Regions from separate parts of the Sus scrofa genome. Here region 1 is linked to region 2. A link is a contact called in public Hi-C data. All regions are on one chromosome and are shown on one strand. Each heading gives the region's core, a stretch centred on a gene start, on an enhancer-like site or on the middle of the called end of the contact. The rest is flanking DNA. Distances are from core to core; before and after follow the strand shown.

The links. A called contact is a pair of places that touch in the nucleus more often than the background predicts.
Region 1: a contact with region 2 is called in a Hi-C map of fetal liver, with 1.8 times the contacts expected there. The contact joins the promoter of CDK5R1 here to the enhancer-like site in region 2. A contact is called at or near these places in 3 of 47 Hi-C or Micro-C datasets (epiblast stem cells, fetal liver and skeletal muscle) and 2 of 2 datasets of contacts at active chromatin or transcription factors (alveolar macrophages and skeletal muscle).

What each region holds. Positions count from the first base shown.
Region 1 is chr12:42,490,767-42,497,355 of Sscrofa11.1, forward strand. It overlaps CDK5R1 (cyclin dependent kinase 5 regulatory subunit 1), which reads right to left and starts at 3,647. Exons shown (of 1, transcript NM_001101816.2): 1 at 2,626-3,647. The coding sequence starts at 3,644. The coding sequence ends at 2,721.
Region 2 is chr12:42,445,501-42,452,424 of Sscrofa11.1, forward strand. All of the region lies in intron 21 of MYO1D (unconventional myosin-Id), which reads left to right. Among named protein-coding and RNA genes, the nearest start is that of CDK5R1, 45 kb to the right of the region's middle. Within about 2 kb of position 3,386, at least 5 of the 83 cell types and tissues checked have an H3K27ac peak or open chromatin away from gene starts, as enhancers often do. A contact at or near this core is called in alveolar macrophages and fetal liver, where this site is marked.

The sequences.
Region 1 (6,589 bases), core at 2,397-4,896, 46 kb after region 2:
CACGCTAGGCATACATACAAAATGAGACAAATATAAATTAATATCAACAATACCCACAGTTTGGTCAAAGAATAGCTACAGAAGAAATTGCACTAAAAAACCAACATACATCGCACGTGTGTAATTAGCAGTTTCAAATATACAGCTATGAATAATTCCGAGTGAAAAAAAATGGCACATTTTCTTCTCATTGCAAGTTTTAACAACTGTTGGAACAAAACTAAGTTCTAATAACTGCATGGAAAGAATATATCAACCCCTCAGATTTACAAGAAAAAGAGAAAAACCAAATCCTGAACTATTATTCCTGTGACTTGTTCTGTGCACGGATGTAATGTTCACAGCCGTCTGTTCTAAGATTATTTTTCTTAAGACACAAAATGCTCCTGGTTTGCATGCACAATATCACTGTAAAAGCAACAATTTAAAGAATAAAGGGTTGGTTGGTTGGGGGTTTTTTTTGTGGGTTTTTTTTTTTGTGTGTAGGTTAAGTTTTCCTTTTTTTTTTCTTTTTTTTTTTTTTTTACTGTTGTTCTAAAAGTAGTCTTCATAGCAGCATGTCAAATGGGTTCATTGCTTGCACACTCAAGTATATCAGTTCCTTTACACAATACTGATGACCAGTGCAAGGGAGGGAGGAGACCCCGCCAGGCTTCACCTTGATGGAACTAGAGAGTTCTTTCCTTAGTCCCCAACCACTCCTGAAATGTGCACCGCCTCCAAAAATTAAAAAAATAAATACGGAGCGAGAGAGGGAAACACACGAAACTGGAATCCGGCGGCGGCGCCTTCGCACAGGTCCAGGCGCAGCGCAGCCCGGGGAAGAGGCGACCACGGACCCGCGCCCCTGCTCCGGAGACTCGCACCCGAACCTCCCCCTTGCGTGTCGCCAGGGCCCGCTGCCCCCACGGGCCTCCTACCTCGGGTCACACATGGCAGCAGGATCTGCACAGACACGCCAGGCGACAGCTCCAGCGGAGAAGAGGCGCTGCGGCGAGGTCCTGCCAGCAGCCCCGCGGCAGGTTATCTGGCCGGCGGCCCCGGGAAGGGCTCGGCGTGGGCCCCGGGCGCAGCTGGGGCCAATGCGCTCCCGCCGGCCCCGGCAGGCCCTCCTCCTCGGGAGCTCCGCGGGCCCGCGCGCTCGGCCCGGGCCTCTTAAAGCGGGACCTCAATTTCACAGCTTTCTCTTTTTTATGTGAATTTCAGTAGTGCTTGTGCTGAAATCGGCAGCCACCTGGAAGCTAATCCTACGTAAACCGGCCTTCTGCCGCCCTCTGCCTCCCCCGGCCCCCCGTTCCAGCACCCCCTGGGGGATTGGGACTGGAAGAGAGAATTCTCCATAGCGTCTTCACCAGTCTTTGTTCCCCAAGGCCCGAGGGATGGGCCACAGAGGAAAGCTTGCTCCCTTCTCTTGGTCCTCTCCCAAGTCCCAAGCCACCAATCTGGGAGAATTAGAAAGAAAATTGATTAAGTACACATCATGTGTTGTTACAGCCACTGGGGTAAGGCCGACACCCAAACCAGCAGCTGCAAATGATCAGTTGTGGAATCAGCAGGCAATCAGGAGTTCTGCTCTGGCTTGTAATTGTCTCCAAGATCCAGCTGTCTCTCTGGGCCTTTCCGGGCCAGGCTTCGTCTTCAGAAGAGACTGAACGATGGGAAACAGCTTTAAATCAATGGGGGCGGGGCGGGGGGGGTGTGGAAGAGGGGGGCGTACACCATGACCACCTCACCCTGATCCCTGGCATCACCCACCCCCCGACCCCCTCCGCAGCTCTGCAGGACAAATGTCAAGTGCACCAGCAAGAGGCCTTGGCCCTGATGTGGGCACTGGCTCCGTCCCAGGCATGGCAACCCCATCCGCCCAGAAGGCAGGCTGTTGACAGTGGGCCCCTGGAGCTGTCCTGGTCTGGCCACAGGGTGACTAAGCTGCATGATTCAAATGAGAGATTCACCTGGGAAAGGAGTCGTCCCCGGCTTCACCCCACCCCTTTAGCTGGGACCCAGAGTGAAAGAATGAGTCAAACCAGCTCATTAACCAACACTACCAATACGCCTGGGAGCAGGGGGCAAGGTGGGGGGGGGGGGTTCCACGTCTCCACTAAAGGAAAGCCCTTCTCCCTAAAAAAGAAAAGAGAGCAAACCAGGGTCGTGCATGGTTAAACAATAGGACAGAATCCTTGCACCAGGCCGGCTTTTCCTCCACTGAAGAGATTATCTCAGGGACACGGGCATCTGGCCTCACGGCCCCACGTGCAGCTCAGTCGGGGTGGCCGGCTCCAGAAGCCTCTGGGAGAAGGGACGACCCAAAACAGGAGCCAGAAAAGAGCCTCCGACTAGAAACTCCAATTCCTCCCTGGGCCACCTGGCCAGGGGCCCCCCCGCCGCCAGCTCCCGTCGTGCAGGGAGCAGCGGGCAGCCTCACCTGCCTTGGTCCAGCAAGGGCACAGGCGGCAGCAGGGGCAGGTCAGTCCTTTGAATTCCCCGAAGTGAGACGTGAGGGGCCGAGGTGGCTCTGAATGTATCTTCTGGGTGTTGCACGACGTTCGGGAGTTCAGAAGCGCCCGGAGTTCTTGGCAGGGCTGAAGAAAACCCCAAGGAGAGAAGGTGGGAAGGGCGAGGCCCTCGGTGGCTTTGCTAAACACATACTGTACACAAATTCTGATTTAAGAATAAATTTTTAAAAATGAATCCTTGAGCCATGGTGCCGGCTAGCGGGCTCACCGGTCCAGCCCGAGGAGGAGGCGCTTCTTGTCCTCCGGGCCACTCTCGTTCTTCAGGTCGGAGAACACCTGTGTGAAGTAGTGGGGGTCGGCGTTGATCTGCAGCATCTTGGAGCTCATGAGGTTGATGACCGAGAGGCAGCGGTCCCAAAAGGCCTCCTTGCAGCTCTCCACCAGGAAGGGCTTGAGCGGGTAGGAGATCTCGTTGCCCATGTAGGAGTAGGAAAGGTACAGGCAGGTCAGCAGGACAGCCTGGAGCTCGTGGTCGGAGCCCACCTCGGAGGAGATGACATCCCTGCACAGCATGTAGAGGAAGACCACGTTGGCCGGCGTGATGAAGCCCTGGTCCTGCCAGCCCTGCAGGAGCAGCGAGCGGTCCACGCTGCGCAGCCAGAGCACAGGGTCCGTGGGGGACAGGTGCTTCAGGCGGTAGCACCGGCGACAGAGAAACTCGCCCAGGCAGCGCAGCAGCTCGCTCGTGGACGCCTGGACAATGACCCGTTTGGGCGTCCCTGCGGAGGTGACGGCAGGGTGCGGGGCCTTCTTGACGGAGGAGGAGACCCCGGTCTGGGAGCCCGAGAGCTGGCTGGCAGGGGGTGCGGGCGGCTGGGCCGGTGGGGGCTGGGCGAACGTGGACAGGTTGGCGCACGACAGCGACTTCTTCAGGTTCTCATTGTTGAGATGCGTGATGTTGTTCTGGTAGCTGCTGTTGGGCTGCACCTTCTTGGAGTTCTTCTTCTTGGCCGACACGGCCACGATCCTCTTCCACGGCAGCACGGAAATGATGGAATGCCGCTTCAGGTTCTTGTCCTTGGCGTTCTTGCTGTTCTGCACGGCCGTGTAGTGGCCCACCGTGGCCCCGCCATCCTCAAATAGCGTGGCCTTCCGGTAGCTGGGGGACAGGGACAACACCGTGCCCATGGTGCCGCTGCGCGCCGGGCGGGGACCCGCGCCCCTGCGCGCCCAGCCTGCCGGCCAGAGGGAGCAAAGGGCTCACCGAGCCCGCGGCGGCCCGGGGGTGGCGGGGGCGCTCCTGGGGTCGCGTGCCGCCCCTTCGGATCTGTGTGGAAAACAAGATGGTTCTCAGCGCCAGGCGGGGCTCGCGCCGCGCTCCTCCGCCCCAGACCCGCGCCCGGGCCTTCCCCGGCCGACACGGCCCCGCCCGCGCCCCCGCGCCGCAGCCTGGCCGCTCCACTGCGGCACCGGCACCCGCTCCCGCCGAGGTCCGGATGGCAGCGCCGGGGCCTGGGCGCCGGCAGAGGCGGCCGGGGACATTGCCTGGACACCGCGCGCGGCCGCGACCCCGGCCCGGCTCCCCGGGAGCAGCGGGCGGCCCCAGGCGTAGGCTTACCAGGCAGGCGGCTCCGGCGCTCCGCGCCCTCCGCAATGCGCGCCGCGATCCCGGCGCTCGGCGGGGCTCGGCGGGGCTCGCGCCCGGCGGCGGCGGCGGCGGCGGCTCCGGAGCTTCTGTCCAAGGTTCTGCAGGCGCTGCGGCCCCGCCCCCCGCTCGGCCGCCTTCGCCGCCGCCGCGCCCGCGCCCGCTCCGGCGCGCACCTCAGCGACTGCTCTCGGGAGCGCGCGCGGCCAACGCGCCGGCCGAGCTGGGCCTGGTCTCGCCCGCGAGCGGGGGCCGCCGCCGTGCTCAGCTCAAGCCGCGCGCGGTACGGGCAGCGACGCGGACACGAGCCCCAGGAGCCTCTACTCGCCGAGCCCCATCCAGGACCCCGACTCCGGCGGCGGGTACTCGCGGCACCGCCCCGCCCTGCGGGGCCGCCCCCTCCCGTACGGCTCGCCGCCCGCTCAGTGCGGCCGCGCCAGCAGCAGCCCCGCCGCGTGAGAGTCGCGGGCGCCCGGCGCACCCGAGCTCGGGCGGGTGGGGAGCTCCGGAGGGGCGGGCCCGACGTCCGACCCCGCCCGCCGCCCCGCCCAGACACGTGCTGCCTTTGTTCCCGCCGCGGCGCCCGCAGCTGCGGGCGGTGGGGACGGTCTGGGATGTGTCTCCGCCCTCGCGACGCGCGGCCGGTCCGGGCTGAGGCTGTCTCCCGAGAAGCCGTTCACCGAGGCCGGACCCCGAGCAGCCTTCTTCCATATAACATCCCTGTTAGCTGGGGAGCTCGGGAAAGTGCGGAGAGGCGAAGCCTTTGCTGAGGCCTTCGGAGTACCACGCGCATCCCAAGGGGGCTGTCCCAGCAGTTTGAGTGCCTTTGCCTTGGGGACCTCCTTTGCCCCATCCCAGGAGATTGCCCGCGGCCCGGGTAGGTCTCCAAAATGCAGGCCAGAGGCGTAGGCAATTCTGGGGCATTCCACAAAGAGCGACTGGCTTCCCCACACCACACCTGGGACAGGGCCCTGAGGCTCCTGGTTTGGTTGCTGCCCCAGAGATGGGCCCATCGCAAATGAGACCTCCAAATTTCCACTTGCCCTCTTATCTGTTAAAGTACAAATGAAGCAACTGCTTCTCCAACCAGCCTCTGATCTACTGCTTAAAATGTTTTTCATGCTAAGCATGTATCATTTGAAGACTCGGTTATCTGTAAAATTATTAAATTCTGAGTAAAACTTTGGCTTTAGTAAGAACTTTCCTCTCACAAGGAACAAGAATCCAGACCCGTCACAAAGGCTATTCTTCATTTACTTTTAGTTTGGTTCTGGAGATTGACAGATTGGACCACGAACCGGGGAAACAGGAGACTTAAACCATATCTTAATTCAAAATACCACCTCTGGACCTGATGATGAGGAAGTGGCAGAATATCCAATTCTCTGACTCCCGGACCACTCCAGCACACAGCCTGTGCCAGCTCTGCCTACTGCCCTAAGCAGAACAGAACTCTGGTGTCATTCAAAACAATGCTACTACCATCATCAGAAAGTACTAGAATTTGCTAAAGTACTACCCAGAGATTTCTGTCAATAGTGGCAACTCAAAGTTTTGGAGACCGTGGTGACCATATAGTGGAAAATGCATTGCTTTTTTTCAGAGCCCTTCATAGACAACCACAGCAGCTATTATCTTGGAAGATGAAGGTGGGCCCTTGGCACAATGTGCCCCTCCCTCTGAATGTTCCTTAAGGTACAGCCCCTCCTTCCTCAACTCTCCTCTAGAGTAGAGCTCTCGGAACTCACCTCCAGGTCTTCTGGCCAAATAACTCTCTTCCCAAGGCGAAGATGAACCCCAGCCTCTTTTCATCCTGCCCGTGGTGGAGGCCCAACTCCCAAGTTGGCCCGTGTCCACACTGCCTTCCACACTGCCACACTGTCTCATGGTCCCCTTCAGATTCTGGTGACGACCAGAGTTTAAATGCTTTCCACTCCCCCCAAATGTGTTTAGATTGCTATGCCTGTAATACACCCCTTAGAACTATCTGGACCCACCCTGTTACCTGTATATATCTACAAATTTAAATTTTAACTATTCCAATTCATGGTGGGCAGTACCAAGCCCCTGCGTTTCACCCCCTTGCGTTTCCCAAACCACAGAAGCCTGTGTTGGCCTGGGCCTTTTCCAGCCTGGCTGAACTTAGGTCCGCTCTTGCCTCTGTCCAGCCAGCCCTCCCCTACTGCCTTCAAAAAGAGCTCTTGGCAGAACTACCCCAACCTCTTCCCACTTGTCAGAGGTGAAGTCCTGTGTGCAGCAGAACTTGAATGGGATGGCACTGCCAGCACACTGGCTGTTGTGACACGAGGTGATCTGGAACCCTGTCCACCCACGTCACGCCTGCTCTGCCTGTTTTGAGGCGCCACACCATCCTGTGCTCAGTCACCCCACCACCGCCACCTGCACTTACTCCAACTGCAAAGAGCAGCAATCAGCCAAAAATGGCAGAATCAAGGACCCAGAAGGTAGACCCAGCTGAATGATGCAC
Region 2 (6,924 bases), core at 2,136-4,635:
TACAGCTTCAGAAGTGCTGTCACGTACATTATCTCATTTTGTTCGTCGTCTGAGCCATGTGTTATTATATTAAACCTATTTTACAGATGGACAAAAAGACTTAAAGCCCAAGAGCAGGGAGGCAGCATAACTGGGGGCTTGATGCACATGGATCTTCCGGCTCCTCTGCTCCTTGCTCCTGAGTTCACTGCCCTAAGCTCTCTGTCCCCCGTGTTTTTGTTAAGTTTGGATCTTTGTATTTGTTTCTCCCTGGTGAACCGGGTCAGTTCCATCTACAGCTGGCCCTTGACCATCACAGGAGTTAGGGGTGCAGCCCTCCCAGCAGTCAAATCCTGGTGGGTGTTAACTTATAGTCCGTATACCTTGTTCCTCTGTATCCATGGGTTGTGCCAACCTCAGGGGGCTTCAGACTATTTACTCTTGAGGCTAATCCACGTGCAACTGGATCTGCGCACGTGTCCGAGAGTCAACAGTGTAGAGGTAGTGTGTCTGTCCAGTAAGAGGTACTGACTGGTAATGAATCGAGGGTTTAAGAGGTTATCATTCAGTTGTCCATGCAGCCAGGAGCCCAAGGCTGTGGGGCCAGCCACAGGGAGACTGGTCCATCTGTCAGCACAGCCTCCTCCACGGCGAGAGGAGCCTGTCTCCGCAGAGCTTCTAGAAGCACGTGGAGACTGTGATCTTCTCTGTCCTCGGGGAGTTCTCATCTCCTGTGCCCCCTGGTCTAGCATCCTAAGCCTGAAGCCATTCCTTCATCTAAATGGCACCTCCCCCCCACCAGCTGCCCCACATGCTGCAGGAGCCCAAAGATGCTACTGCCCAGAGCAGCACCACCACTACCTGTGCCGGCCGCATCTACACAGCGCACCGAGCCTTTGGATGCCCCAGGAGTCCTCTTTTTAAAGATAAATCACCCACCCAGGAGGATAACGCTTACCCCTGGGAAAGTTATAAGGCAGAACAGAAAGGGGGTCAGGCCTTCCATTCCCCCTTGTTCTTGCTGAGGCAGCGGCTTCTCAGAGCTGCAGGGAACCTCCCCCCTTCCCTCATTCTGGGGGGTACATTCCTCTCACACCCTCCAGGCTGCTCCCGCCTGGAAGGGCAGCCTCTCCCCGCCTTCCTCTGCTTCCCCTCTTGTCTCGAGTCTGTGATGCCTTCTGGGACCCTCCCTGACGAAGCAGGGCGGCGGGGGGCGGGGGGGTGGGTACTGTCTCACAATTCTTTTTCTCAACTCACAGCTGCCTGTTCCAATTTGCCATGAATTACTCTAGAGACAGCCTAACACTGCAAAGCCAAATGGGAGTAGTTGCTGATTCAAATCCAGGAGAGAGAGAGAGAGTGAGTGAGTGAGTGTGTGTGTGTGTGTGTGTGTGTGTGTGTGTGTGTGTGTGTGTTGGCTCAGAATTTTGATCCTGGCTCCACACAGTGAATAGAATACTGTGAAATGCTTGTTCTTCTCTCTTATTTGTCCCACCCTTGATGCTCATTGGAACAGTCAGAAATCCCATCAAATGGCGCGTCTCCCTAACGTGTATCTTAGTTTCTCGTTGCCGCTGTAACAAATACCCATGCCCTTGGTGGCTGAAACAACAGAAAGCCGTTTCCTCCCAGATCTTCAGGCCAGTGGTCCGCAATCAGCATCACTGATGTGATTCTGGCCCAAAGTCACAGGCTCGGCAGGACTGAGCTCCGTCCAGAGGCTGTCAGGGAAAAGCCGCTTCTTGCCCTCCTCCAGCTTCTGGGGCTGCAGGCGTCCCTCGATTTGTGGCCTCGCCACTCCAAGCTTTGCCCCCACCCCCAGCCCCCCGATCACATCACCTTCGCTCCTGTCTGTCAAGCCTCCCTTTTATGAGGACACCAGTGAGGGCATTCAGGTTCCCCCAGGATAACTCAGGATGCTCTCCCCATCTCAAGAGCCTCAGGTGGTCCCATCTGCGATGTCCTCTTTTGCAGTGTAATGTAACAGCCGCGGGTCCCAGGAAGTGGGATGTGACTCTCTCTTGCGGGGCCGTTCTTCAGCCTCCCCTGCTGCCCATCCCCCAATTCCCACACACATACCCCACGTTCTGCAGAAGCGTTTGCTCCCTTCCCCCCATCTTCCTGAGTCTCAGGAGCCCCGCTTCCAGGCACTGCCCTGTGCTTTCTACCTGCGTGCTTTCCGCTCCCTGCAGTAGCCACGGGTTTCTTGGTGTTCTTCAGCCAGCCTTCCCGAGGGCAGAGGGCATGAAACAGCTCCTCTATCAGACCGCCTTCTTCCCCCAAGCCACTGGTCCATGGGGCAAGACAGGCACAAGCCTTAAACTGGGTAAATCCACGTAGGCCAGTTCTGCTGGAGTTGTTTTGCTTTTGCTTAGATTGGATGGGCACAGGGAATGTCTTGCCTCTGCCTGTCTGCCAGGCATCGCGAGAATGAGGCCATGTCAAGTCGGTGAGGGCAGGAAGCAGATCCTGGGCCCCCAGTCCACAGTGCCCAGCGGTATCTCAACAGACTAGACACCCGGTCACCATCTATCTTGCCCACACCCCTCGGACGGCCACATGAGCCCTCCCCACATGGGTGGCCACCGCCAGCCTGTTATCTCCGCAGTTTACGGGGTGGCTCTGGCAGCCCCAGGTGCAGCTTCTGATGCCATTGGTGTCATTCTGAAGCCCTGTGTTTGGACGGAGGTCTTTTTTCAGGCAGAAAGTTGAATCCTATGCCAAATACTGTGTTGCTGTCATGAGAGGTGTGTTGTCATCATAACGCCATGTATACTGCTGCTTAAAACACCACTCGACTGTGAATCCACTATGCTTTAAAAAATTAGGGAGTTCCCATTGTGGCTCAGCCGGTTAAGAACCCGGCTTAGCATCCATGAGGATGCGGGTTCAATCCCTGGCCTCGTTGTTGCCGTGAGCTGTGGTGTAGGTCGCAGACACAGCCTGCGTCCAGCGCTGCAGGCGCTGTGGCATAAGCCGGCAGCTGTAGCTCCAATTCGACCCCTAGCCTGGGAACTTCCATATGCCGAGGGTGCAGCCCTGAAAAGAAAATAAGTAAAATAAATAAATAAGAAAAAAAAAAGAAATGCGCTATCAAGTCCTGAAAAGACGTGGAGGCCCCTCAAGTCCATATTTTTAAGCAGAAGAAACCAGTCTGAAATGTCATGCGTCCAACTCTGTGACATTCTGGAAGAAGCAAAGCTATGTAGATGGTGAAAAGGTCAGTGCTTGCCAGGGGCTGGTACCCCACAGAGGATATTTCAGACCGTGAAACTCTTCTAATGGTGGATGCCTGACTTTATACATTGGGGGCAAAATCTACAGACGGGCCCACACAAGGAATGAGTTCCTTGTAAACGGTGGACCTCAGTGCAGAGTCATGTATCAGTATTGGTTCATCACTTGTAACAAGTGGACCACACGAGGCAAGATGTTAGTCATAGGGGGGAAACCACGGGGTGTGGCGTGAGACATACGTGGGAGCTCTCTGTTCTTTCTATTCCATTTTTCTTTAAACCTTAAAAAAAAGAAAAATACCACTTGATGGCGAGGGCTGGGGAAAGACACTCATTATAAAAGGATGAAAAAGAGCCCTGTGAAAAGTCATCGTAGAGAAGCCCCTGGTGGTGCTTGTGTGGCCCTGCCGATAGCTGCTGTCCCTGGCATCGGTCCCTATCTGCCCGGAGCAGAAGTCAGGGGTGGGGAGGAGAGGGGACCTTTGTGGGGACAGTAAGCAACCGAACACGTCCTCTCTGTGGGAAGAATTCTCCTGAAAGGAAATGAAAACCAGTTCCAGATGATCAATGGAGGATTTTTCTTGGCTGAAAACCTGTGCTGTCTCCTTGTCAAGAAAGAACTATGCCTTGAAAATAGGGGTCCAGACTCAGCAGCCCACAAAAAAAGGCGGCTTCGTGAAGGAGAATGACCAGGAGCCAGAAGAAGAGTCTCTAGCTCCTCCCAAATACCCAGCCCCAGCTTCCTCTGATGTTTTTCTCTTAGACACAGACACTGTCCAGGCGTCTACAGCATCACATTTTCATACCTATATGCACAAGTGAAGATTTTTTTTTTTTCAAACTCAGAACCAACAAAGGACTTGATCAGAATAGATACCCTGAGGCAATAGAAGGCTTAGAGAATTGATGTGAGGAAAAGGCGTTTGAGATGGTCTAAAAAGTATATAGGGTTGCAGAGCGGATTAAGGATCAGGCATTGTCACTGCCATGGCCTGGGTAGCAGCTGTGGCTGGGTTTGATGCCTGGCCCAGGAATTTCTTCATGCCACGGGTGCTGCAAAAAAAAAAAAAAAAGAAAGAAAGAAAAGAAAGAAACATTATAAAGAATATAGGAGGAAGTAAAAAAGAGGGCGTTGTTAGGGAGTCTGAAACATTATCTAGCAAATACAGAGCACCTACTATGTGCTGGGCCAGGAAGTGGAGATACAATCATAAAGCATAACAGAGCATTGTAAATCAACTAAAATAGAAAAAAATAAAAATCTTAAAAAAATAAATAAAAACAGTAAACCAGACCGTGCCACGGCCCAGGGGCTTACAGTCGTGTGTGTGTGTGTGTGTGTGTGTGTGTGTGTGTGTGTGTATTGGGGGCAGGCTGGATTATTAAACAGGCGATTACCATCTAGTGTGTTAAGCACATCAAAGAGACAGTTAACTCTGTCTTGAAGAGACTTCCAAAAGGGATGCTCATGTTGAGAATCAAATGACAAATAAGTTAGTATGGAAAACGGACCAAGAGCCTTGCAGGTGGGAAAAGCACGTACAAAAAGCCTAAAGGCCAAAGCGTCACGGCAGGTGGGTGTAGGTGGATGAACCAAGAGACTAAGCACTGCATGACGGAGAGACAGGGAGGTAAGCGTGGATGGGGGCAGAGAAGACGGAGCAGCAGGGGGAAGCACGCGGTCTAGCCCAGCTCTCCCCGGCCTCCAGCTGAGTCGTACATTTGCAATTGACAGCCTCTTGTACATTTTAGCTGCAGTCCCGTGGAGGAGGCAAGCTCCCTCATCTTCTCTGCTTTCTTCCTGAGACCCCACGAGACAGTGGCCCCCTTTCCCAAATTGGAAAGCTGGAGGGGGGGGGCGCCTTAAGGAAGCGTCACAACCAGAGCCCGCCGCACTGTCCCTCGCCCCAGACCTGAGAGTTCCGGGGCAAAGCAGTTGCAGTCCCAAAAGCTGAAATCAGTCTCCCTTTCCAGTTCTGGATTCATCCCCAACCTAGAGCAGGTTATCTGATGTCCTAAGACTCCAGGGTGAAAAAGCTCTTGAGATCACCTGCAACCAAAAATACAGGGAATTTTAGACATCACCTAACAAGAAATGTCCAGTAATAGGGATGAGAAATCAGAGCACGGCAGCTGCTTTGCACAGCTGCATGCCATGTGGCCACCGCGTTTGAACAGTTCCACTCAGTGAGGCTAAAAATAACCAGGAATGCAAAACCCTTCAGGAGCCAGGCCTCTAAATGAGATCGCCCCAGGACTCCACATGGGGCAGGGGAGGAGAGAAAGGAGGTTCACCTCTGGGCCACTGGATCAGTGGTCTGAGAAGCAGCACCCAAGAGACGGCTCCTGGACCCCCCCCCCCCGAGCCCGCCCTTCGTTCTCCATTCATATTAATCAGTTGGTCCCCACGGTACCCGTTTGACAGATCGCAAAACACGAACGGCGGTACCTGAACCCTTTCAGACTGAGAATTCCTGATCTCAGCTCAAATCCAAGTCCAGGTGACTTCCCAAGGAAAACAAAAGTGATGAAAGGTGGAGATAAGAATCCCCTCCTGGTTTCCATCCTACACCTGGCCCCGGGAGCGTGGGGAGAGTTCGTGCCACTCTGCTAAGAAGCAGCCCTTTTTTTAGTTGCGAAACTGAGAGGGACTTTCTCACCAGTGGAGGAAAGCGTAACTTGACGCTGAAAGGAAGCCTGCTCCACCAAAGACGAAAGCGAAAGGAGGCATTTTTTTTTTTATGGTGGGAAATTCTAGAAGATACATGTATGTCTACTCCCTTTTTTTGTTGTTTTGTTTTTAGGGCCGCACCTGGGGCATATGGAGGTTCCCAGGCTAGGGGTCCCATCGGAGCTACAGCTGCCGGCCTCCACCGCAGCCACAGCAACCCGGGATCTGAGCCGCATCTGCAACCAACACCACAGCTCAAGGCAACACTGGATCCTTAACCCACTGGGCAAGACCAGGGATCGAACCCACATCCTCATGGACACTAGTTGGGTTTGTTAACACTGAGCCACGAGGGGAACTCCTATATAGACTCATTTAGCCCCAAAGAAAAGAGATATGGCTTTCCCATTCAGAGAAACCACCAATAAATATTTTTTACTGAATTTTTCTAGTAAGAAACACAAAACCGTCCCTGGCACCGGTAGCTCTATAGTAATCATAATAACGGTATCAGCAAATACTTATCAAGTATTTTTGCTCCAGGCCTTGTGCTAAGAAAGCTCTTGCCATGGATCATGGTTTTTTGACCTTCACAAAATTCTAGATTGAGGGTGACACTCCTGTTACCCCCATTTCATGATTGAGGAAACTGAGGCCCAGACAGTTCTGGAGAGTTGCCCCCATGCCCCAGGACTTGGCAGTGAAGCAGTCCAGGTTTGCCCTGGCCGGTCCCCCCTGCAGAACTAGCCCTCTGCCGCTCAGCTGCCTCGGGTTCTATCAGCTTGTCACGGAGACCACATGGACTGATTTTCAGAGTCTTCTCAGTTTCCTGTGGAGCGTTTTTTCTGGTTTTCATTTGCATTTCGCCCTTTCAAGTTATTGGTGATAATTGCTCCTTCCACCCCTTCCTCTCAGCTACTAGATGAATGGACCCGAGTCAGAAACCTGAGGTCTGGGCGACAGTTTCACTTCCGCCGCGACCTACCCAAGCGATCCTGCCCAGTTCACAACCTCTTTGGGCCCAGTTCCTTATCCAGA